Linked DNA regions of Mus musculus: all the other regions are linked to region 3. The links are chromatin contacts, called in public HiChIP or PLAC-seq and promoter capture Hi-C maps. All regions are on one chromosome and are shown on one strand. Each heading gives the region's core, a stretch centred on a gene start, on an enhancer-like site or on the middle of the called end of the contact. The rest is flanking DNA. Distances are from core to core; before and after follow the strand shown. Region 1 has its middle 21 kb from the start of Ppp3r1. Region 2 overlaps Wdr92 (WD repeat domain 92). Region 3 holds the start of Sec61g (SEC61, gamma subunit). Region 4 overlaps Ppp3r1 (protein phosphatase 3, regulatory subunit B, alpha isoform (calcineurin B, type I)).

Region 1 (5,764 bases), core at 1,088-3,587, 630 kb before region 3:
GGTGAAGGCAGCCTTTCCTGAGGCTCTGGAGTAAACTCAAGTTGATCATAGTCGCATTCTCGAACTCAGTTTGCAAGCTCTGGGGAAGTTTTAATGCCCACATGTCTCCTAGATGTCTCTTTAAGTTTTATTTACCTATAAGTATATTTGAAAAGGAAGGTTCAGCCTCCAGGACACTGGTCCATGTGACTTAGCTGATTAAGATGAGGTTCTGAAGTAGAACAGTTAAGAAGAGGCTCTGAGAGACGCTAGGAGGAGGCTGGGGAGAGCTGGACTTGACCCTGTCTGGAGAGTCTCCTGCGTTGAGGAGCACTCGTGGAGCAGAAGTTCTGGTGCTTAATCTTTACCTAGTGGGAGACTGTAATTTTATAGACAAGAAAAATGCGCCCCACAAAGGGATTATGTTTTAAAGTAATGTATTTCCTGATTGTCTTTTGAGACAGGGTCTCGTGTAGCCCAGGCTGTCTTCAAACTCACTGTGTAGCCAAGGGTGGCCTTGAACTCTTGAACCCCCTAGTTCTACCTCCCAAGTGCTGTGATACAGACATGTGTTTGTATGCCCAGCTGTATGTATTAATTTAAAGCCATTTTTTTAACATTCAAATTCTCTTAACAACATTTATAGCCTACTAAGCAACTGAAACCCTTTATTTGCCAGAGACAATATTCCAGCAAGCAATGCTTATGGACTCTGTAGGTTCCACAGAACTGAAAAACAAATAGCAGCAAAAGAAAAGAAGAGAAAACAAAAAGATAACGTAGGAAGAAGGCTGTGCTCAGAGGAGCGGAATGGGATGAGTTTGTGGGTGGACATGATCAAAATACATTATTTATATGTATGAAATTGTCAACTGATAAGAGATATTTTATTTGAAAACATTACAAGAGCAAAGTGATTTTATAAGATAAAAATCCTTATCAAATATTCCTTACTCATAAATTACTTATATTCCTGGACATAAGATAAAGCCTTCCAAGACTGCATTCAATGAAGCCTTTTTCAGTTTCAAAAGACCCTTATTTCCACTCTGATGATGTAGCCATTAGAATTCTGCCGAGAGCATTTTGTTTTAGAAAAAGAAAAGCCATTAGTAGATTAAACCGGGATGTTTTAAGAGATTCTTTGGCGTAGAAATAACTTACCATGTCCAGAGTGTTAAGAGAAATAGGGACATATGGGAGGAACTTGAAAACGTTCAAAAACAAAATCTGATATGTGTGTATGTAGTATTACACATGCATGTACATAGATGTAATCACCAGCGATAGAGAACATGCTAAAATTTTATGTCATTGTTGGAGGTAGCTAGAGGTTTTTGTCCTTATTTACTTACAGTACACTGTGAAAAATAAGTGTAAAAAATCAAACCCGCAACCTAATCAACCAGTGTCTGTGGAGGAATTAAATTTTTTTTTTAATTTTACGTTTATTTATTTTATTTCTATGTGTATGGTGTTTTGCCTTCATGTAAGTCCTTGCGCTGTGAGGGTGCCTGATGCCAAAGGAGCTCATCAGAGGTGTCAGGTCTTCTGGAACTAGAGTTACGGGTGGTTGGGGGCCAACTTTGTGGGTTCTGGGAACTGAACCCCAGGTCTTTTGCAAAAGCAAACAGTGTTCTTAACTGCAAAACCATCTGTCCTGTGTTTTAATTGGGGGTAACTGCTTAGGATTAATGGCTGTTAGAAATGTGTGTGTGTGTGTGTGTAGAGGGGGTGTCTCAGAAAAATGACCATATGATTCAAAGCAAAGTTGCCTCTGCCTAAGAGTGCTGTGTCTTAAGTGTGATTATAGAGGGAGTTAGGCACACCAAAAGAAGTCCCACTGGGGTTTTATTCCTAATACTCACGGGATTCTGCTCTTGGTTCTGCGTGCTTAGGTTCCAACTTTCTTAACGTTGTTTGCAAAAACAAAAACCTTCAAAGTGGCACAGTTGCTGAGTAACATCAACTTTTGAGAACAAGATACAATCTTGAGCCACAACTTGATTATAGACACATTAGTTTATGAGCCTGTCCAGCGTTTACAGCCCCCGGGATGACAGTCTCTTGTTAAAAACAGCAAACCAGAGAAAGTAAGTGCAAGTTGCAACTGGCTATTGAAGCCTCTATTGTACAGTTTGAAAGCTTAACACCTTTGAAAGAAATACAGTACATCTTACATGTTTCCCATAAACACCAATATACAAAGCCTTCTAGTTTGCCAGCAACCAAAGTAATTACTGCAGCACATCAGCAGAAGGTGGCCTTGAAATTGACACTGCATGTGAATGTTAACTCACCCACGGTCTCCTCCTGAACTACACCCCCGTGTGTCCTGTGCATGCAGAGCTCTGTTTAAAGCCTTGGAGCGTTCTGTGTGTGGGAAATCAGCTACATTGCATAGAAAGCATATGGGTAGGAGTACAGAGGATGTTAAAAGTCATTACGTGTTTATAGTCTCTTTATGGAGTACTTAGCCAATAATAAGTCCTGAAACCTGCATTTCTTTTCACATTTGATCCCTTTTAATTGTTTTCAACCTACTTTTACCAAAAACGAAAAAAAAAAAAAAAAAAGGAGGAATGGCAAAAATAAGGAAAGAAGGCAGAGGGTTGGGAAAAGAATAAATCACCATGAAGCTTTTAGCCTCCACAGGGAAACAGGCGTATAAACCCACAGATCCAGAACTGTGAAGCAATAGAGCTGTATGTTTACAAGTGACAGATTCAATTATGTAACTAGGCAAATTAAGGAAATCTAGTGACTTTATTCAGGGTGGGGAACCTATGCTTTCTAATCAGTCAAGAGGTTTCATCTGTGCAATAGGTTTATATAAACTTTTATTTTCAGCTGTTTGCAAACTAGCTCTGTAACATGACTTAGTGGGTCTAGGCACTTGTGACCAAGCCTGACAACCTGAGTTATGTCTCAGGGACTCATATGTTGGAAGAAGAGGCTGAGTACTACAAGTTAGCAGTTGACCTCATATGTGTGGCTCCATCTACATGTCCGCACACGTACAATGTTAAAAAATTAAAAATAGTATTTGCATGTAAATGATAATTCCTCATTATTATTAACAGTAGATGTCTTAAAATGCTCTCTTGTGATGGGAGTTATTCCAACAACATGCACTTATATAGAATAGCCTTTTTATCTGCCATCCTATAATTTCTCTGATTTAGCAAGGAAAGAACTCGTTTTGTAACTAATGGGTCAATTCTAAGAAATCTCCTCCACGATTTATCCCACAAATTCCTCTTTTGTTGGTGATTTATTTAAGGTTTTAGTCTCAGGAATCATATTGTGCTTATAAAATGAAAACAGTTAAAATATTTCTATGTCAATAAAATATTTTATTTTGTGAAAGTGTATGTGTGTATGAGTGTGTGTCCGCGTGTTTGTGTGTATGTATCTGTGTTTGTATATGTGTATCTCTCTGTGTGTATTTGTATATGTGTGTGTGTGTTTGTGTGTTTGTGCATGCGCAAAGGTGCTTGTGAAGAGGTCAGAGGACAACTTGACAAAGTCAGTTCTCTTATGTCAGTCCGAGGAACCCACAGCTGTTGAAGCAAGTGTCTGTCTTAGTCTAGTTATTACCAAAAGCAACCTGGGGGGAAGGGTCTACTTCATGTTACACATATCAGTTCATCGTCCATTACTGAAGGAATTCGGGTTAGGAACTCAAGGCAGGAACCTGGAAGCAGTTGAAGCAGATGCCATGGAGAAATGCTGCCTATTGCCTTGTCTTTCATGACTTGCTCAAGCCTGTTTCTTATGCAATTTAGGACTATCTGCCCAGAGGTACAGCATAGTGTGCTGGGCCTTCACATATAAGTGACACACCTATAAGCAAGTAGGCAAGTCTTTGTTTGTTTGTTTGTTTGTTTTTTGTTTTTGTTTTTTGGCTTTTGTTTTTGGGTTTTGATTTTTCAAGACAGAGTTGTTCTGTGTAATAGCCCTGGCTGTCTTGGACTAGACTTGTAGACCATACTGGCCTCAAACTCAGATATCCACTTGCTTCTGCCTCCCAAATGCTGGGATTAAAGGTATGGGCCACCACTGTTCAGCTAGGCAAATTTTATGGAGGAATCTTTTCAACTAAGACTCCTTCATCCCAGATATGCCTATGTTTGTGTCAAGTTGACAATATTCATACTCCGGAGCCCTCTCACTGGCCCAGAGATGTTTTTAAATAGAATTAGTGTAAAAACTTCAACTTTGGGGGCTGGAAAGAACACTTGATGTTCTTAGAGAGGATCAGGACTCAATTTCCAGCGTTTGCATGGTGGCTCACAACTTTCTGCAACTCCAGTTCCAGGGGATCCTCTTCTGGCCTCCATGGGCACCAGGCACAAATATGCATGCACGCAAAGCAACCATACATATAAAATAATTTAAGTGTCTAAAAAGTGTGTACCCTAAAGGAAAAAAACTAGAAAATAAAATATTAATTCATTACTTGGCCTACACTAAATTTCATAGTTACTCAACAAAACTTTTAAATGTTTTCTGTTATTTTTACTATCTTCCACTTATATTTAATATGGTCTTAATATATTTTTCCTAAAATATAAATGATAATAAAGGTTAAAATAATACTGCGTTTTTTCTTTATTTTTCACACCTCCTTAATTGAGGGGAGTTTCATGTCACAGCACATGTGCATGGAGGTCAAAGGGCAGGCTAATTTCTCTTTTCCAACCAAGCAGTCTCAGAGATCAAATTCAAGTCATCAGCCACAACGGCAAGCACGCTCACTAGCCCAAATCCTTTTCTCTTTCTGTTTCATTTCTTTCCCTCTCTACCCTCATTTTCTTTTCAGCACCGAGTATTGAATTCAGGGTTGAACCCAAGGCCTTGTGCATGTAGGCAATCATTCTACTATTGGGACACATTCTATCCTGTTTTGTTTTTTGTTGTTGTTGTTGTTGTTGTTGTTGTTTGTTTTTTTAACCTTCTATTTTGAGGATCTCAGTAAGTCATCCAGGCAAGTCATGAACTTGCAATTTTTCTGCCTCAGCTTCTCATGTAGCAGGGAGCATAGGCTTGCCTCAGTAAATACACCAGGTCTGGGGTAGTAATTAACATTTGATAACAAACTAAACCCAAATTGAAGCTGAAAGATCAGCAACTTCAAGGGACAATCTTTTTCTTTGTTAACCTGTTATTCAATTGGGTAGGTTTTGTGTTGTGTGTGATACTCCCGAGGGAGTAATCCGAAGGGAATTGTTAGAGAATTATTATGTTTTTCACCAGGCAGACAAAAGCACTGAATTCAGTCCCCCAGGAGCCTTCACAGGGTGTTTTCTGCTAATGGTGCTAGAAGATCGGGAGTGAGCCTCCCAGCTGGGACACAGTCCCAGAAGGCTGTTCGGCTCTTGTTCCTGCTGTGCCATCATCAACCCCGAGAGTAGGGATTACATTTTAAGTTAATCTCGGAAGGCACACAAGGAATAGCTTTTAGCTTTTTGTTATTGGCAAAAGGCAGAGTATTCTGTGGACTTACTCCCCTTTTCTAAGTTAAAGACAGTGCTGAAACTGATGGACTGGAGAGAAAAAGGTGATCGAGTCGAGTACAGTAAAAGCGCTATGCTCAGGAAGACTGAACTCAGTTAGTGGTGTAGTTCATGTCCAACGAGACCATGTACAACTGTGTTGGGAGGTTTGACCTCTACCAACAAAGGTGGGTGTTGCGCGCTAGGTGACGATCCACCACTGAACAGTTAGTGAATGATAAGCAGATCATGCTTCTGTATTAAGGACGAAGAGAGCCATCAACTTG
Region 2 (6,431 bases), core at 199-2,698, 730 kb before region 3:
CATCCACTGACAATGAGCTGAGCCAAGATAAAATAAGAAACAAAGAAGAAGACATGGTGCTGAAGTGAGTGGGAGGGAGAACTGTGTCTTCTTTTCTTTGCTTTGTTTGTTTGTTTGTTTGTTTGTTTTTCGAGACAGGGTTTCTCTGTGTAGCCCTGGCTGTCCTGGAACTCACTTTGTAGACCAGGCTGGCCTTGAACTCAGAAATCCGCCTGCTGGGATTAAAGGCGTGTGCCACCACCGCCTGGCTGAGAACTGTCTTGACTACACAGTTGTTTAATGGGTTTCATCTGAGCTGGATGGTCCACAGACCCACAGGGCAAAGTTGGGGGCTTTTAATCAAGCTTGCTAGTGTAGGGATGGCTGTAGAGAGTACGGCTCTTTCCCATGTAAATCTGGAGCAAGGAAGATGGGCAGAGATCCCAGCATCATTCGGGAAGGCAACTGATGGTGTGAAGAAGTCCTCAGTTAAAGACACTACAAAATCAGAACTTCCCAGTAGAGGAGTCTTGAGGGGAATGGAGGAATGTGATATTCATTTTGTAAAACAATTACTTGCTTTAGAGACAAACACAAGTCTTTTCCCTAGGACAAATGCATTCCTGGTGCTAGACATCAGATTGGCTCTATGTGGCAAAGATAGAGCTTTTTGTCTACGGATCCCATCACATCAGAACAAGCACAGATGTCATGAGGCTTTTTCATGAGTTTGTGTTTTAGGGAGAGATTCTCCTTAAGAGAATTTCTTGGGGTTCAGTTTGTTTTGTGTGTTTTCTGGGAATTAAACAGTGCAGATTTTCCCAGCTGGATTTAAAAGGTTAAAAATCATGTTCTTTTAATTTTTTTTAAATCAAAGGTCTGCAATGGAAAATCACCCATGAAGAGGCTGGGTAATCAGTTAAACTAAAGTTTGGGCTTCACACCATCATCTCTAAGACAGAATGTCACCAGGACACAAGTGGTGAGAGGCAGGTCGCAGCCCATTTCTGAGTATCTTGGCTCCAAAGACTCAGTGGTTATCAGAAACTTTTTGGTTGTTACTAGCGTTGAGGTGGGGAATAAAAACTCTGTGTTGTACACCTTTTAGACATCCATGAGCAAACTTTTTTTCTGTATAAATGCAAACTGCACCCACTTAAGTCACCAAGAGAAGTGAGTTCAGGCAGGTGCCAGCACATGCTGGGTTGGGAATGGCCTACGGTTGCCTTAAGATTCTTTAGTGGGTTTATGCAGTCACCAGAAGCACGCACGGTGTTCCTCCCACACTTGGCACCCGCCTTGGGACTGACTGCCCTAGTTGGGGTTTGAAAGAAAATACAAAGGAAATGTGAATTTACAAGAAAAAAAAGTTTAGGCAAAAAGGTCGTTTCCTGTCATGTTCTCTACTGCATTGGGCTTTTATCAACTGTGCACACAACATCCTGCACATCTGTCAAAGGGAAGACATAGAAGTGTGGAGCATCTGTGTTTTGTCTGCACCAGATGATAGAAAGGTCATGAAGGAGTAGTGGGTACCTAGCCACAGATAATGAGAAACCTCAAGAGACAGCACTGGGTCCCAAGCCCCAAAGTGTCTATAAAAGCACAAGCTGATACCATCCCAGGTTTTGCCCCCTGGGTGAACTCAAGCAGACCATGCTTGACTATAGCAGGATCTGTTTGTACCCCCTGATGTCCCCATCCCCTCTACCTCCACACCACACTCCTAGTTTTTTACCTACTATTTCAATATGCACTGAGCTGGTTGAAGCAGCTGTGGGCCTTTGAAGATTATACCTGGCCAGTGGCTCCGCTCCAGTCCCACTGTTTCTGGACTGTTTCCATGGGAACAGCCTCTCCCCACATGTTCCTGCTGCTATCCTTGAGCTTTTAAGAATGGTCATGATCGCCTCAAATAATAGTGTGGCCAAAGCAATGCCAATGAATTATGAAGTTGGCCATAAAGAAACACAGTTTCCACAGATTTCTCTTGAAATCTTGTCACCATAGTCAGGGATGACAATTGTCCTCCTCAGATCTATACCCCCAAGTCTGTATGTTAAGTGACAATTTATTAAAAGAAATTCCTGAAATAATAGTGAAACAGTGGAAGCAGGGCATCACTAATTGTTTTGGTCACTGTTCTGCGGCTGTGAAGTGGCGGCATGACCACAGCAACTTACATAGGAAAGCACTTAAGGGGAGCTTGCTCAGTTTCAGAGGCTTAGTCCATCACCATCATAGCAGGTAGCATGGAGGCATGCATAGTGCTGGAAAAGTAGTTGAGAGTTACATCCTGATTCACAAGCAACAGGCAGACTAAAAGAGGCTGGGCCTGGAATGTGCTTTTGGAAACCTCAAAGCCCAACCTCCTCCAACAGGCCAAACCTACTCCAACAAGGCCACACCTCCTAATTTTTTCAAACAGTGGCTCCTTTTTGACTCAAATATACAAGCCTATGGGGATCATTGTCATTCAAACCACCACGCTAATACAATTTATTTTTATTTTGTTTTTAATTTTCAGTAATCTCTGTGTGTGTGTGTGTGTGTGTGTGTGTGTGTGTGTGTGTGTGTGAGTATATGTCACGTGTGTGGATGGCTGCAGAGGCCAGAGCTGTTGGATTCCCTACAGCTAGAGTTACAGGAGGTTGTAAGCTGTCTGAGGTGTATGATGGGAAGCCAAATTGGTCTTCTGGAGGAACAACAGGACTCTTAGAGTCATCTCTCCAGCCCCATCACCAACATGCTATTTACAGAACACAGTACCGTAAGCATGACTACTAATGACTCGGAGTTTAAAAGAAATTTAGAAAACACTAAGAAATAGTTTTAAAAGAAATAAGCAAAAATTTTACGGTGAGTTCAAGGGTCAGATTCTGGAGATTAAGAAGTAGGAAGCCAAAGCCAGGGGGGGTGGCACACACCTTTAATCCTAGCGCTTGAGAGACAGAAACATTTACACAGCAAGTTCCAGCACAGCCAGGGTTACAGAGAAATCTGAGGGAACCGCGTATAGTGGCGCACACTTGAGGCAGAGTGAGATGATAAAGAGTTCAAGGCCAGTCTGGGTTCAAAACATAAACAAAATATACCCGGTACCAAAATAAAATAGTACAAACCAAATACTAGCTGATAAGAACGCACGGCAGCAACGTCATTGATGACAGCTTGTTCTTCCTCTGTGGTACTGAAAGACCCCCGAAGTGAGACCCTTACTCAGGCACTCAAGTCCCGGGACAGCCGCGTACCCAAGAAGACACTGAGACCATACATAAAATGTAGAAGGTAAGATTTAATAAAGCAGCGACATGAAAGCACACAGACCAGAGCTCTGGGGTCGAAATAAAGCAGCAACATGAAAGCACACAGACCAGAGCTCTGGGGTCGAAACTCATACACCTAGTGGTGTAGAGGAGAATCGACGGTCAGCCAAAATTTTTCACAGGCTTATATAGTAAAACTCAAAGGGGGAGAACTGGGCAGGGAAAGTACAAGTTTACATCACTAGGGAGTTCTGCCAAAGGAATCTACGTAACTAAGGAGTCATGTCCTATCAAGGAATCTACGTAACTAAGGAGTCATGTCCTATCATTTGGCAATGTACCCGGTTCATTTTGAGGTTGTTCCAGGAGGCCTTTATCTCAAAAATGTTTTTCAGATGGGAGGGGGTGGGCTCCGAGGTAAAAAGTTCATGTTCTTACAAGAGGCCAGTAATTTTTCATTCTTCAGTACAAGGTAATTCTACAACTGACATCTTAGACTTCATGAAATAAATTAATTGTTCTAGTTAAACCTTTCTCTATCATCAATAACAAATACTCGAAGCCAGATTCTCATATATTTTCTATTTTTTTCTTTTTTGAACATTGGGAGAAAAATCCAAGCGGCCTTTTTAAAGATCAATTTTATTTTTATTATATTATACTTACAACTCCGTTCCTTTTAGATGTGCTTTGTATGTGTATGTGAGCATGCTGTGCACATATGTCAGTGGTCAGGGCTGAGTGGCTGTCTCTTTCCACCTTACTATGAGTCCTCAGAACTCAGGCGTTCCTCCTTCATAGCAAGCACTTAACCCTCCACAGCACTGTTCTATAAAAGCATGTTGGGAATAGAGCTCATTGGTTTTGTAAATATGAATATTATATGTCTCTGCCCCTTTGAACTGAGCTGGGAGACACAAGGTTTATTGCAGGTATGATTAATCCAGTCCTTCCGGAGGCTCAGCTTATGATGTGGGCCAGTGAAACTAAGGTGCACTTAACAAGGAGGAAGAAGGGAACAAAGGGAAAGAATCAACGCCTCCAAATATTTTAAAAACCTGTTTATTTTAAAATATATATTTTAAAGGTTTGACAAAAAGGTTTAAAAACAAATTCAATCTTCAACGGCTCGTCATCACTTACCACAGTCAAAAGACAACTAAGGCTGGTATCTGAGTAAACGAGAGACAGCTGGAAGTCACAGTATTTTACCAGTTACACTGCTGAAAACAGTTCTCCAGGCTGGCTAGTCGAACCGTGTTCTTCTGGAGCTTTACAGAGCAAGTGAAGTGACTCCGAGTAGGAGCACAGTGTACAGAGAAAGCACAGAGCTATGCAGATACAGAACAGACTTAAATACACTTAAATAACAACTACTGACTTTGGCTTTACATTTTTTTTTAATTTAAAAACAATTTTTTTTTAATTTCTAAGAATGTGCATGTGTCTGTGGGTACCACTGCCCAATACAGCCAGAAAATGGTATGAGATGCCCTGCAACTGGACTTACAGGAATTATAAGTCACCTGATAGAGATACTGATGATCAAACTTGGGTCTCATCCAACTATATTTAAAGGCAGAGTCTCACTATGCTGCCCAAGCTAGTCTTGATCTTATGGACTACATTGATCCTCCTGCCTCAGCTTGTTAAGTAGCTGGCACCACAACTCCTGGCCCTAATGTTTCTGAGTAGAAACATGGGGAAAAGGAACAAAGCTGGTGCTGGTGTGTGGGGCCTTCACGTGCAGCAGCATGCTGGTCAGGCCAGCAAACACCCAAAGATGCTAGAGGCTGGCTGGCTGGCTTTGTGCCCATGGCTGTCACTCATCACTCAAATCCAACCGTCTTCAATGGGGCCAGAGGATGCAGAACACAGATCAAGTTACAGTTCTGTGAGCAACCCTCTGGACAATGTCAAGTGTAAAGTCTGAGTCAAATGGTCTGGAGCTTTGTAACTATCAGCACACGCACCATCTGGTCAAATGAACTACAGACGCAGAGCCCCCTTTTGTCAGGACTCCAGTCCAAACTGGAGATGGGCTGAGTAGACACGGTCACGTTCTGCAGAAGGCTGACGGAACCTGCGACTCCCATCTCCAAGCCCTCGGAATCTTTCTTTGACCGCTGAGTTGGGTATTCACTAAAAGACAGGAGCAAAGGGGTAAGAGTGAAAGCTTGGCGTTCACGGGTGGATTTTTATATGTAAGCTTCAGTGACTTTTATTTCTCAGCTGATGGCTGAAGCAGCACTTAGGACTTTCCAATATTGACCTTACACGAGTAAAGGCAGAATTTCATCCTCGGGCAACGGTGACTTTTCCTGCAAACTTCCACACAGCACCTCTTTTCAGCATCTGCCTGTGCTTCTCTTTTAATATGAATGCTATAGGTTGGACTGACTTGGGGCTCTCCATAATCTTTTGTTGTAATTCTTTCTGAAATTTGGATGGCCAGACACCAATGGGCAATGTGTGTACCACAGAAAGGGCTGTAAGCAACAGTTACAAAAGCTCATTTAACACATCCACAAAAGACTTGGTACCATAGCCACCCAGAGGCCACCATGCAGACCAAGCCTGAGTGCCCTGTCTGTACTATGCAGTGGGAGTGACACTGGGGAGACAGTTTAAAAACCACTGCTTTCACAAGAGAGAAAGTAATGCTAAGAACATCTGATTTTTTTCTTTTCTTTTTTCTTTTTCTTTTTTTAAACAAAATTTTAAGCCAAGAAGAAGGAAAGATCAGCAACTAAATAATACCTGATAGAGATCTGAAAGGTGGGAAAAAAGAAATCGCCTTCTCTCAGACACATTTTAAGGCTCTAAGGAACACCTCCTCACAGGGACCTTCAGAGCCCACTGCTTATCATGACACTCTGTGAATGCAAAAACACTGCAATCAACCAAGCAACAAAACAAACCAGACCCAGAGGCAAAGAGGCACAAAGCAATCAGACACAGTAGAAATGGAGAAGCCACAGGCAGAAAACATGCTCTCTTCCTTTTACGGCCAACATTATTTTACTTAAAAGGAAGAAAATGTTCACACTCACATACATACACATACACTCTCGCATGCAGTGGCACATATCTGATACTTTCCTCACATCTCTTAGTAAAGTTTGCAGTTATTTAGTATTAAAACATAAAGCAGTTGCTGGCCAGTCAGGGCTACATAGTGAGACC
Region 3 (5,745 bases), core at 342-2,841:
GGAGGGTAACTGTCTTAGTCAGGGTTTCTTTTTTTTTTTTTTTTTTTGGTTTTTTGAGACAGGGTTTCTCTTTATAGCTCTGGCTGTCCTGGAGCTCACTTTGTAGACCAGGCTGGCCTCGAACTCAGAAATCCGCCTGCCTCTGCCTCCCGAGTGCTGGGATTAAAGACGTGCGCCACCATGCCCAGCTTTAGTCAGGGTTTCTATTGCTGCACAAACATCATGACCACGAAGCAAGTTGGGGAGGAAAGGGTTTAATCAGCTTGCACTTCCATACTGTTGTTCATCACTGAAGAAGTCAGGACTGGAACTCAAGCAGGTCAGGGAGCAGGAGCTGATGCAGAGGCCATGGAGAGGCCAATCATTCTTATTGATTTGCTTCCCCTGGCTTGCTCAGCTTGCTTTCTCATAGAACACAAGACTACCAGCCCAGAGATGACACCTCCCACAAGGGGCCTTTCCCCCTTGATCACTAATTGAGAAAATACCCCACAGCTGGATCTCATGGAGGCATTTCCTCAACTGAAGCTCCTTTCTCTGTGATTACTCCAGCTGTGTCAAGTTGACACAAAAACCCAGCCAGTAAGTAACCTAATTTGGATAATCCTTCACAGTATGCTAGAAGTTTGTCACCTATATTTAGCTGCCCTGTTTTAGTGGTTTTAAAAATCATATTTTTTTGTTTTACTCAGTTCCACTTCTCCTGAATTCTTATGGATTCTGTGTTTCTTTAAACATCATTAATATATGAATCACTCTCCTGTTTTATCTTTTTGCAGTGTTTAATCCTGGGCTTGAATGTGTATATATATATTTGTTTTGTTTTGAGACGTTTTTCATATAACCCAAGCTGTCCTTCAAATTTCTATGTAGCTAAGGGTGACCTGGAACATCTACACACCTCCTATTCTCAAGTGATAGATTTATAGATGCGTACTTATACTGAAACAACCACGAAAAACATAAGAATGTTATAATACAGTAGCTGCATTAACCCCTTTTATATCCAAAGGCCAAGTTATGCCAGATTGACAGTTGTCACTTCCCAATATATGGCTGCAAGCTGAGTTAAAAAAAGAAACTCTAATTGCTCATTTTGAATATACAAAAACAACTCCTTCAAATAGCAAAGAACTAATGTTTCAAGGTAGTGCTTCATGACACTTGCAAACCTGCTGTATCTTTTTTAGTGATTGGAAGAAAATTTTTATAGGTCTTTTAGATACTAATGGTAGAATTATGGTTTGTGCTCCATATGAAAGCAAAGTATTGTAATCTGTTTCACAGTACTTGCCCGAGGTTGCACGTGAAATGAAGTAAAAACTCTTCAAAGCCTACTGATAGAGCCAATCAAGATTATCCAAGCAACAAATCTTAACTCAGAAATGTCAAATGTATTGCACTCAGAGACTGTTAGTACCAGCAGTACATCTAATTCCTCATTGGGGACAAGAAAGTTCTAGGTAGGCGGTCTTAATTCCCTCTATATTCCCATGAATAATAAGCAGAAAGTCATTTTCCGGGAATGGAGAATAGTTTGAATTAGGTCGTTCATACTGAGATGTTTGTTTCATTTTTGATCAGTGACATTATTTGCATGCGCAGCGGGGAGACTCATAGCTGTAGCGCAGACACTCACTCACTAACTAACTAGCGACACTTCGTGGATTTACGTTGAGGCTGCTGGAGAGGCTGCTGGAGAGGCTGCGCCCGAGACCGGGAGGCGAACAATCGGGAACCAAGATCCCACACCGCCCGCCCGTTCAGCTGGAGAGACCCGAATCGCTCAGGTCGGCCTCTGCTCGGGAAGCCGGGAGAAACACACGTAGCACTGCGCCGGCGTAGTGACGTCTCTGCGTGAAGAGCCAATTGAAAGGAGGAATGGGCGGGCTGTGGGTTGCCAGCTTCCGGTTCCGTTGGGCTCGGTTCTCTCCTGAGCTACGTGTCTCTACGCTCTCAATCCGCCATCCAGTAAGTAAGGATTTTCTCATGAGTGGTAGGTAGGGGAAAGCTGGTCTAGGGTTCATGGCACAAAGGGGCCGCGGGATGGGAGGCCAGGGACACGGAGGGACCAGGGGAGGTGAAGAAACTGGAGGTACGAGCGTCCGGTGGGATGATTGGGGCCGGGATCTAAGTGGGCGCGAGATGAGCGGGCCTGGGGGTCGTGGAGATCAAAGGAACCCCCGGGGAAAGGGGCGGCGAAGGGGCCACGGGCTGGGGTCACGAGGACGTCCTTGATAAGCCTGGAGGCCAGGAGCTGGACCTGGAAGCTGCAGAACTGTGGACAAGTTGGCTGAGCCGGGTCGCTGATGGACAGGTGGACAGAGAGCCATTCATTTATGAAAAGGGCAAAATCCAGGCACAGGTTCTACCTACGTAGCCTCAGATGGAATTAGCCAGTCAAGACCTCTAAGGAGGAGGGTTTCCAAAAGTTCACGAACTCAGAGCTTAGCGTCTGGATCTAGGGTTCAGCCTTCTCCCTGAACATCCCCTGCCTGAACATCCTCACACTGTTGGTGAACTCATTGTCTCTTGTGGCTTCCAGAGCCTGATGCTTTGAACCTCTTGTGAAGTTGTGTTCAGGTGTCGAAATTTAAAGTAAAAGTGTTTGATCAGTAGTCAGCATCGAGAAGTCTTAGTGGACTCGTGCTCTCCTCTAACAGCGAGTGCAGTGGTTGGTCTAGTGGTTTTAGGGCTGTTGGATTTGAAGAACAGCTAAATGAAACACCGAGAAAACAGGCGTCCCTTTGCTTTCTGTATCAGGCTGTGAATTGATTTCTTAGTGTGTACCTTAAGTGGTTCAGCTATTTGTCCACTGTTCACGGCTTAAAACTGGGACCCAGCAGGGCTTCTATTTTCTAGCTAGAGAGTGTAATTATCATCTGACTTCTAAGACCTGGAAATGGAGTACAAATACTGTGGCTCCGTTACCAGTGGCTCTCAGAGTCGTTGTATTCTTAATAGAGTTTCAAAAGAACCTCAAAATATTCAAACCTAAACATTTAGCTGAAGGCTTTGCAGAATCTGAATCTTGCCAATTTTTGTTGTTTGGAATATTCATCTGTCTGCCCACCCCAAGAAATCTACTTTTACTTAAATATATTATATGGGCATGACTTCCAGCAACTTGATTGGAGTGTACTCTTGCCTCCATTTTAGGCTCTTGTTACACCATAGTTGGAACTTGTTGTAGTAGATCCTAAGTTTTCAATAGTTTGAACTTTAAAAAGTAGTATTAAGCGTAACTATTTTTTGGTTTCTTAGCCGGAATAGTTAGATGAATGTAGTTGATAGGAAAGGGGGCTGTTATTGCTTAATCTTGTAATGAGAGAATCCTTTAATGAGTGTATGATCCTTTGCCAGGGAGGATAACAACATTGGTAAGATCAGTGCTCGCTTGTTTGAGTCTCGTGCTTTCTTGTATATCATAAAACCACTCTAAATTTAGGCTTGGAAGAACTTTTTTCTTTATGAACTTGGAAGAGCTTTTTTCTTTATGAATTGAATTCAGGACTGTGCTGCCTCTGTGTATAACTCAATAAGTCCTAATATGTGAGAGAATACTACTGAGTGTGTTGTTTTTGCTTTTATTTTTTAAACAGACAAACATGGATCAGGTAATGCAGTTTGTGGAGCCCAGCCGGCAGTTTGTAAAGGACTCAATTCGGCTGGTTAAAAGATGCACCAAACCCGACAGAAAAGGTAATACTATCTTGGTCTTGAGAGTGAGATAAAACACTAAATCTCTGCAGGCCTGGAAGTCAGCTCAATGATGGAGCGCTTGCTTAGCACACTGTTAAAAGGAACATTGCACTGCTGCCACTATCGTGGCCCTGTCTTTATGTCCTTCTTAGCAAGCTGCTTAAAGCTTTTCTTTATGATATGAGATTATTCAGGCCTTATCATACATACCATATTTAAGTTAGTTGTAGTGTAGTGCCTTCCATATTTCTAGTGTGTGAAAACTTGGTCAGCTTCCCTGCTCTGCTCGCGAGTCAATAAAACCTCAACATGAAGTTAATGCAGTAGTTATTATACCCTACAAAGTAACGATACTTTCTTATGTCAAAGTTTCATAGGTGTGCTAGATTTGTCTACTTTAATTTGTGAATTGGTTGGGTTAGAATTTAAGGCAGACTCTTATAATAGAGTCACATACTCTCTTAGGGTTAGTTCTCTGCGATGAACAACCATGACCAAAGGCTATTTGGAGGTGAATGGGTTTATTTGGCTTATGTATCTTGAATCCCGGTCCACTGAAGGAAGCCAAGGGAGAAACTGAATCTGGACAGGAACCTAGAAGCAGGAGCTGATGCAGAGGCCATGGAGGAATGCTGTTTATTTGCTTGCTCCTCACGGTTTGTTCAGCCTACTTTCTTATAGAACCCAGGGCGTACCACAATGGGCTGGGTCCTCTCTCCACAATCATGAATTGAGAAAATGCCCTACAGGCTTGTCTGACTACAGCTGGATGTTAAGCATTTTTCAGTTGGGTTTTTTCTCTCAAATGACTAGCTTATTTCAAGTTGATATAAAACTAGCCAGCACACATTGATTATGTAAATACAATAATTGATACTGACCCTTATTCTCACGCAGCTGGGGTCTGTCAGGGAAGGCCATCCAATCATTACAGTAATCATTTTAATTCTGCCTTGGTGGAGGTATGAAGGAAGAGAATGAGGAGATCTGGGTATCGCATACTAGTTGAACTAGGTGAGGTGGTCAGAGAACGTGTCCTTAGGAGATAGAATAGGACTGAAATACACCAGAGTTGAAATCTTTCTGAAAAACTGCTCTTCTTAATGTGAATTTGCAGTTCTTATGTTTTATTTTACCATGGTACTAAAGACAATTAGTTGTCTATACTATACCCAAAAGCTATAGCTTTATTGTTTAATCAATGTTACAGTTTAAAAAATATTGCGAACCACTACTTCGGTTGACTTCAATTCTTTTTTTTTTTCTTTTTCTTTTTGTGTTTTTGTCACTGAAGAATAAATACTTATGGTGTTTTTTGATGAACTCATTTCTGTTTCTGTTCCCTCTACATATCAGCATAGTATGGGATTTAAAAACCCATAAGTCAACATTTATATTATTAGTACTCCAACTTTGTGTTTTTAAAATGATGTGCCTACTAATCTGTATGCTGGTATCTTTATTACTGATAGCTCTCCTTCATACTTTCTATGACTGACAGAAGCTAATTGCAAACTTTGTGTTTTAAATTCAGAATTCCAGAAGATTGCCATGGCTACAGCTATAGGATTTGCTATCATGGGATTCATTGGCTTCTTCGTGAAACTGATCCATATACCCATTAATAACATTATTGTGTAAGTCACCTTATAAAATAGACTGTCTAGCGATGACTGCAAATGAAACCACTTCAGTTGGAGATTAATCTGTTCTATTAATGTACAGACATGACTCATGATGTTGTGCTGCTGTTGTGTATCTAATACCTTTAAAAGGCTCTTGTATCTAATACCATTGTTATAGGAACCATGTCAGCTTTTTAGTATACTTTAATACTAATTTACTTTAAAATTAAAGGCACAGTGTAGCACTGTCAACTCCTCAGTGACAGAGCAGACTCATGACAAGTCCTGTGCTTCTTGTATCTTGTTGATTCTGTAAGGTGTAGAGAGCCCGTGCTTCTTCTAAGCATCACCATTGTAGTAGAAATCGGACAGCAGATTGCCTGCATCTTTCTTTGTTGTTTAGTAACCAACATAGCCC
Region 4 (6,534 bases), core at 3,109-5,608, 680 kb before region 3:
AAGTGAGGAGCCCTGCCCCTCTGCGAGTAGCACCTTCTCTGCCTTGGATGCTAGACTACAAGAGGAAAGAAGAGTGGAGCAGCAGCTGCATTCATCTCTGTCTACTTCCTCACTGGGTGAGATGGGACAGGTGCTTCAAGATCACACCACCCTACCTTCCCTACCATGGCAGACTCTAGTCCTGAACTCTAAGTCAGAGTCAATTCTACCCTTGAGTTACTTCTGTTATTTTACTCTAGCAGAAAACTTAGTTTTAAACGCAAGATATTTTATTCCAATCACAGACAGTGCCGACTAGGTTTTTATCAATTTGACATAAGCTAGAGTCATCAAGGAAGAGCATCCTCAACTGAGAAAATGTCAGCCTGTAGGCAACACTGTGGGTATTTTCTTGACTGATGATTGATGTGGAAGGGCCCAGCCAGCCCACTGTGGGTTGCACCACTATCATACTGGTCTGTTGTACAACATTTGTTTCTTTCTGTATATGTGCAGCCCCCCCAACCCCCAACTCAGGAAGGTCAAAGGACAACTCGAGAGGGTTGGTTCTCCCACCAAGTAATTAACCAAGAGGTCAGGTCAGCAGGCTGCAGCCAGCACTTTTACCCACTGAGTCACTGCCAGTTGTTGTTCTTGAGATTTAAATTTAAAACTGGAGTGGAAGACCTTCCTAGGTAACTATCTACTGATGCCTGACAAAATTCCCAAAAATTGATTTCTCTGCCTCTATTCTAGGAGACTGTTTCTACTGTCCCCATGACAGAGTTTCTGGTGTTGGCAGCTAAAACTGACGAACATGAGGCTCTTTTTCACAGAAGCATTTCCTGAACATGTAATTTATTTTATGCTCACTGGTTATTTTGCCTGCAGGTGTGAGGGTGTCAGAAGCCCTGGAACGGTAGTTATAGACAGGTGAGAGCTGCCATGTGGGTGCCAGGAACTGAGCCCAGATCGTCTCCTCCAGAAGAGCAGCCAATGCTCTTCACCACTGAGCCATCTCTCCAGCCCCACCACCAAAGCATTTTCAAACATGCTTTGTTTTTTTTGTTGTTGTTGTTACTTGCAGTACTGGGTACAATGGTAGCAAGCGTTCTCCAAGACTTTATCGTCAGCGCAACAGGCATCCCTTTAAACAGACCTTAGAGCATGTCCCATCTGTAATTTCTAGGAGCTACCAGCAAGTAAGTTACTGGTGCTGTGAGGAGACAGCTATGTTGGTAACAAGTTGGCCATGCAAGTATGAGGACCTAAGTTAGAGTTCACATAAAAAAGCTGCGTTTGGCAGGATCTATCTGGACAGCCAGCACTGATGAGGCGGTCATGAGGTCCATGCGGCTTGCAGGCCAACTAGTACTGCAGAAACAGTGAGCTTTAGGTTCCGTGGGAGAAGAGTTCAAAATAATTACCTGCTTATGAGGCAGAAGGCTGATGACCTCCAGCCTCCACATACACAGATACTCACATTCACCCACAATTGCTGGTACCATTCCTGTAGCACATTATCAGATTGTTTATGTAACTAATTCTTGAGAATAGTAGCTTTTAATTATCAACACTTAAAGCATATTCCAAAATTTTTTTTTTTTTTTTTTGGTTTTTTGAGACAGGGTTTCTCTGTATAGCTGTCCTCGAACACAGAAATTCACCTGCCTCTGCCTCCCGAGTGCTGAGATTAAAGGCATGCACTACCACGCCCAGCTAACATATTCCAAAACTTGAATGTGGGGCAATTAGACAAAATTTCAAAGCAAAATATGCTTATAAAACTGTCTAGTAAACTGTCCTTCATGAGTGGTAAGAGTTAATAGATGAATCAGCCTATTCACTTACAGCACAGAATTCCTCAAAGGATATTCTTCCATCTCCATCCTTATCTGCATTTATTATGGTTTTGTCTACAATCTGCTGTAATTGTGTATCTTTCAGATTGTTGCCCACCATCATCTTCAACACCTGGAAGAGTTCTCCATTGGAAATATAGCCATCTTTATCCATGTCATAGATACGAAAAGCAACTAGAAAAAAAAAAGGGGGGGGGGGGAGTCATTGCAATTAAAAGGCAAACAACAAATACTTCAAATGAAAACAGTGCTATCTAACTCTGAAGATGGCACTTTCTAAAATACAGACACTACATGCATATTTTGCCTTAACAACTGATTACAAGGTTGAGCTATAGAATGAAGACTACCTAGGCCAAATAACCAGTATAGCCTCCAGCATGTGCTATATATATGGCTGGTCCCTGAAACATCCACTTTCCCACTATACCACTAAAGATGACATTATTCAAATATACTAGCTGCAAACATCATAAATGACTTCTATTATGACTAAAAGGTCTTGAAGTGGTTTTGGAAGTCTAAAATACATGGTGGAACAGCAGTTTAAGAAGCATAATACTTACACCTCAACTTCTGTTCCTTATCGCCTTTGACACTGAACTGAGACACTCCTTCAATGAATTCTAAATAAAAGTAGAAAGTGTTTACAAATCACAACTTGTAACTTTTATAAAGAAAAGCAACATTCAAAAGGCTATTTCTTATACAAAATATTAAAAGTAGTACTGAAAAATCAATAATGTCAACTTTTAAAATGTATTTATGTATATGAGCACTCTGTAGCTGTCTTCAGACACCAGAAGAGGACATCGGATCCCATTACAGATGGTTGTGAGCCACAATGTGTTTGCTGGGAATTGAACTCAGAACCTCTTGAAGAGTGCTCTTAACCACTGAGCCATCTCTCTAGCCCCCAATATTGTCAATTCTTAAAGCTCCATACACAAGATTTCATTTTATTTATTTGAACTTTTCATTTTATTTGAGTTGTCAAGATTAAACAATTTGAATTATGTGTTAAAAATCTGTAAGTCATTAGCACTCAAATACATTCTTTAAAGATATTTATTTAACCAATTTCTTTGAACTATGATAAGACAGACTGTACATTATTTTACTAAAACAAAAATCATACTGTTTCCGTTCCATATTTCCAAATCATGTAAACAGACTGCTGCAAAGTTCTTGAAAATTAATTTCTTTACTATCTGGCAAAGAGTAATTCATAAACAAAAACAAGAACATTGAAAACACTAGTTACACATTATTTAGCAGTCTAAGAGTAAATGTAAAATGATATATAAATTAATCAATACTTGCACAAAATAATTCCTTGGTGTCTGGCTAAAATAAAGCAGGCATGGGCTACCAAAACTGACCAGTTCTCAGTCTTTAAGAAGAATGTAAAGAAACAAGAAAAGTGCAGCTTTTAATATTGTTACGCTGTCCTTGAGTAAGAAGTAATTTTTTAAAAAAAGAAAACAGTCAATGTTCTTTTTTTGTTGGTAGATTACATGATAATAGATACCCTGATCATTTACCAAGCAAAAGTAAAGAGTAATTAAAATCTAGGTAACACAGATTCTCAAGTTATAGCATAATCTTTTTATAAGATCACCAAAAACAGAGACATTTAAAAAAAATTCTAGTTTCATTTTGATGATGAAGTACTGCAAGCCCAACTTTACAAACAAGATGGCCGTTACCTTTGAAGTCCACTTCTCCGTTGCCGTCTGTGTCGAATATATCTATTACCCGCTGTACTAAAGGGTTCTGCTGTAACTCAGGCAGAGACATGAACTCTTCCACGCTCAAAGAACCAGAATTGTCCAAATCAAGCTTCTTGAATCTCTTTCCTAGCCTTTTAATTTCATCAGCATCAACTAAAAAGCAAAGGAAGAAAGCAGCAAAACTTTAATTTTCAATCCGATGCTCTAGGGCAAAACCCCATCAACCCCATGGGAATGTACACAGCACAACAAATCTAGCCGTCGCCACAGATTAGCCTCGTGTATCTTTAAAAAATGCTCAGAACATAGATATGTCGATAGCTGAGTCAAATCACCTAACTCTCCAAGCTTGCTTTGTGATAGCAGAACACATCATGTAATCTGGTAAACTATGCCCAACGCCCCTGCAGCAGAGCACACTGCAGAACAGGCCGTTCACAATGGCAGCTGGGAACTACAGCGGACTGCATTGTCTAGCATTCTTCAGAGTATTAACAGAGTGTGTGTTGATGTATACACTACTTATCTAAGGGAAGTCGGAAAACTCATTTCAAAAGCATGGCACCTGCCCTAATTACCTAGAATATTTAAAGCCAGCTTGGAAAGCAAAACCATGAACAGTGCCTAGGGGAGGAGGACAAAAGAGAAAAAGAACTTTTGAAGATCAGAGAACACAAACTTGAAAAGCTAAACAGGAAATGTAGTTCTCTTAAGGCACTGAGCAAGGGAGTGTGACCACCAGCTACAAGGAAGCAGGCATCTAAGCACTGCCTCCTACTGCCTCAGAGGAGGAAGCACGCTGCAAAGTAACACATTAAACAGGACTTCAAACCTGGATCCTTTCACTACCCTTCAGTACTTAGTACAGCCACAGGTCGCTACTTTGCATAAGTACTGAAGCATGTATTTGCTTATCTGATACTACCTTTCAAAGATTCTATTCCGCCTTTAAAAACACATTAAATTAATTAAACATATTAATTAAAAAAAAACAAACTGTGGGGATGTAATTCTGCCACCTTTTAAAAGAATAGCTATGAAGACATTAAATTTTCTTTCAAAACAGAAAGATGTTGTTCTTCTGAGACAAGGTTTCACTATATAGCCTTGAGCTCAGAGATCTGTTTGGCTCTGCCTCCTGAGTGCAGATTTCTTTTTAAATAGCTTATCTATTAAATATAAATTATGGTGAACTGAAGCGACCTAAACAAATGCCACACTTATGCTAAAGATTTCTTAAAAGCAACTGATTAAAACTTCATGATTATATACTTTTAGTATATTCCAGATATAGTCTAAACTATCTTAGACCTTAAGTTTCCTTAAAAACCACTTAACATCTATCTCTGTCCCTGACCTAACACCCTACTGACCATCAGACTTGCAGCATATTAACTCAGTAGACCACTGGCTTCCAGAAACCCAAAAGCTAGAGATGTCAACAGACAGCACCTAAGACCTATAGCAATGGTTTCCCTATTTTACTGTAACCCATCTACCACAGATCCTCATCAATATATTTGGTAAAATACATTAATTTTCTAACTTTATTTCCTTTGCAGCTATGAAGAAAAGAATAGTCAATGTGTTACTTGGTATAACCTAATTCTTGGTTACTGAACTACAGTCAGTTGTGTTTGTATAGAGAATAAACTATATTCCCTTTGGAGTCAGAGCGATGATTTACATACATACATAGAGGTGGGGGGAGGGAGGAAGGTGTAAAGGGCTTGTTTCTGTCTCATTCACCCCCCCCCAAAAAAACATCAATAACTGCAAAACCCCCAAAAGACAAAAAACAGGGTTTCTCTATGTATTCCTGGATATTCTAGAACTTACTTTGTAGACCAGGTTGTTTCCAAACTCATAGCCACCTGCCTCTGCCTCCCAAGTGCTGGGACTAAAATTATGCATCACCACCAACCAGCCCTACCTACATGAGTGTTTTTGCAACCCAACTTCAGACTCAAAGGATTATCTACTTTCAGGAAATCACTCACTAGTTAGCACTGCCATGCAACCAGCGGTCTCTCTGCTTTGGAAGGTAAGTGAGGAGTTCTCCCTGTGGCTCGGGCTTTCTCTATGGTTAACACTCCCCTGTGTTGTTCTAAACAGGTTTTTTGGTTTTTCTTTGAACATGATACTCATTGAATGGTCTCAGAGAGAAGCCTTAAGGCAATATATTTCCCTCCTAAATTGTAAAAAAGTTCATGTGTGCCCCAGGAAGACACACTTACAGGCTATCTTATGATTATCTCATGATATCCCAAAATTGTGAGATAAAACTTTCAATACAGCATAGAGGATCAAAATATCCCAGGGTGGAAGCAAGGAAACTACTATAGCAGCACAGAAATCCAATCCAAACAAATCCCATCAGCTACATAAAAGGCCACAATTTTCAGGAAACAAGGTGGGGAAAAGACTAAAATGGGAACCAGAACTCGAGGATAGGAAGCATTTGCTGGGGAAAAGCTAATTAGTAGCTGATTTTATATTTTAAAGTATCATTCTACCTGGAAAGCAGCAAGCATTTAGGGAAACGGGGAATAGTTAATATCCCTGTATGGTTTACTCATTCACGTTTTTATATACTACAAGTTTCAACCGTAGGCAATCGGAAAATGGAAACAGCCAGTCTAATAGGACGTTAAAAGCAACCTAAGAAATACATTAGGAATTTAAAAGCAATTCGTGTTGTTAGCCAAGTTTCGAACTTGAAAAGAAAAGAAACACTGAGGAGCAGGAAGTGACTCTTAGAGCCACTCCTGGAGCTGGACTGAGTGAGTTCTGAGGACTCCAGCTCTGCTGTCGGTTCTCTGGCTTCCCCTCCTCAATCTCTCCTCCCTTCTTCTCTAGAAACCCCGAGGAAAAGAAAAATCTCACAGACAGACAGCATTAGATCGTCTTTGTGGGAGCTTCCGGGGAGATGGGATCTGATACCACCGCTATTCAATGAA

The links. Promoter capture Hi-C pulls out the DNA fragments that hold promoters and counts their contacts. HiChIP or PLAC-seq counts read pairs in DNA pulled down with a chosen protein or histone mark.
Region 1: a contact with region 3 is called in a promoter capture Hi-C map of hippocampal neurons, with 2.2 times the contacts expected there. The contact joins the enhancer-like site here to the promoter of Sec61g in region 3. A contact is called at or near these places in 7 of 39 promoter capture datasets (cranial neural crest, frontonasal cranial neural crest, hippocampal neurons and 3 more), 6 of 115 datasets of contacts at active chromatin or transcription factors (the 230-238 cell line, bone marrow-derived macrophages, embryonic stem cells and 2 more) and 2 of 9 other capture datasets (adipose tissue and liver).
Region 2: a contact with region 3 is called in an H3K27ac HiChIP or PLAC-seq map of regulatory T cell precursor, with 6 times the contacts expected there. The contact joins the enhancer-like site here to the promoter of Sec61g in region 3. A contact is called at or near these places in 10 of 39 promoter capture datasets (the HPC-7 cell line, cranial neural crest, embryonic stem cells and 7 more), 12 of 115 datasets of contacts at active chromatin or transcription factors (bone marrow-derived macrophages, cardiomyocytes, embryonic limb bud and 5 more) and 1 of 9 other capture datasets (adipose tissue).
Region 4: an H3K27ac HiChIP or PLAC-seq map of extraembryonic endoderm stem cells shows a contact between it and region 3, with 12 times the contacts expected there. The contact joins the enhancer-like site here to the promoter of Sec61g in region 3. A contact is called at or near these places in 11 of 39 promoter capture datasets (the 3T3-L1 cell line, the C10 cell line, cranial neural crest and 5 more), 5 of 484 Hi-C or Micro-C datasets (the G1E-ER4 cell line, bone marrow, embryonic stem cells and 1 more), 20 of 115 datasets of contacts at active chromatin or transcription factors (the NIH/3T3 cell line, bone marrow-derived macrophages, differentiating embryonic stem cells and 9 more) and 3 of 9 other capture datasets (adipose tissue, liver and pancreatic islet).

Annotation. Positions count from the first base shown.
Region 1 is chr11:17,135,389-17,141,152 of GRCm38.p6, reverse strand. No RefSeq gene overlaps it. Among named protein-coding and RNA genes, the nearest start is that of Ppp3r1, 21 kb to the left of the region's middle. Within about 2 kb of position 2,337, at least 12 of the 459 cell types and tissues checked have an H3K27ac peak or open chromatin away from gene starts, as enhancers often do. A contact at or near this core is called in hippocampal neurons, where this site is marked.
Region 2 is chr11:17,231,663-17,238,093 of GRCm38.p6, reverse strand. Wdr92 (WD repeat domain 92) reads right to left here. Exons shown (of 8, transcript NM_178909.4): 8 at 2,894-5,387. The coding sequence ends at 5,180. Among named protein-coding and RNA genes, the nearest start is that of C1d, 23 kb to the left of the region's middle. Within about 2 kb of position 1,448, at least 24 of the 459 cell types and tissues checked have an H3K27ac peak or open chromatin away from gene starts, as enhancers often do. A contact at or near this core is called in the HPC-7 cell line and regulatory T cell precursor, where this site is marked.
Region 3 is chr11:16,504,330-16,510,074 of GRCm38.p6, reverse strand. Sec61g (SEC61, gamma subunit) reads left to right here and starts at 1,591. Exons shown (of 4, transcript NM_011343.3): 1 at 1,591-1,971; 2 at 3,603-3,702; 3 at 5,237-5,339. The coding sequence starts at 1,882.
Region 4 is chr11:17,190,150-17,196,683 of GRCm38.p6, reverse strand. It overlaps Ppp3r1 (protein phosphatase 3, regulatory subunit B, alpha isoform (calcineurin B, type I)), which reads right to left. Exons shown (of 6, transcript NM_024459.2): 3 at 3,551-3,727; 4 at 2,408-2,467; 5 at 1,831-2,015. Among named protein-coding and RNA genes, the nearest start is that of Pno1, 18 kb to the left of the region's middle. Within about 2 kb of position 4,358, at least 29 of the 459 cell types and tissues checked have an H3K27ac peak or open chromatin away from gene starts, as enhancers often do. A contact at or near this core is called in extraembryonic endoderm stem cells and regulatory T cells, where this site is marked.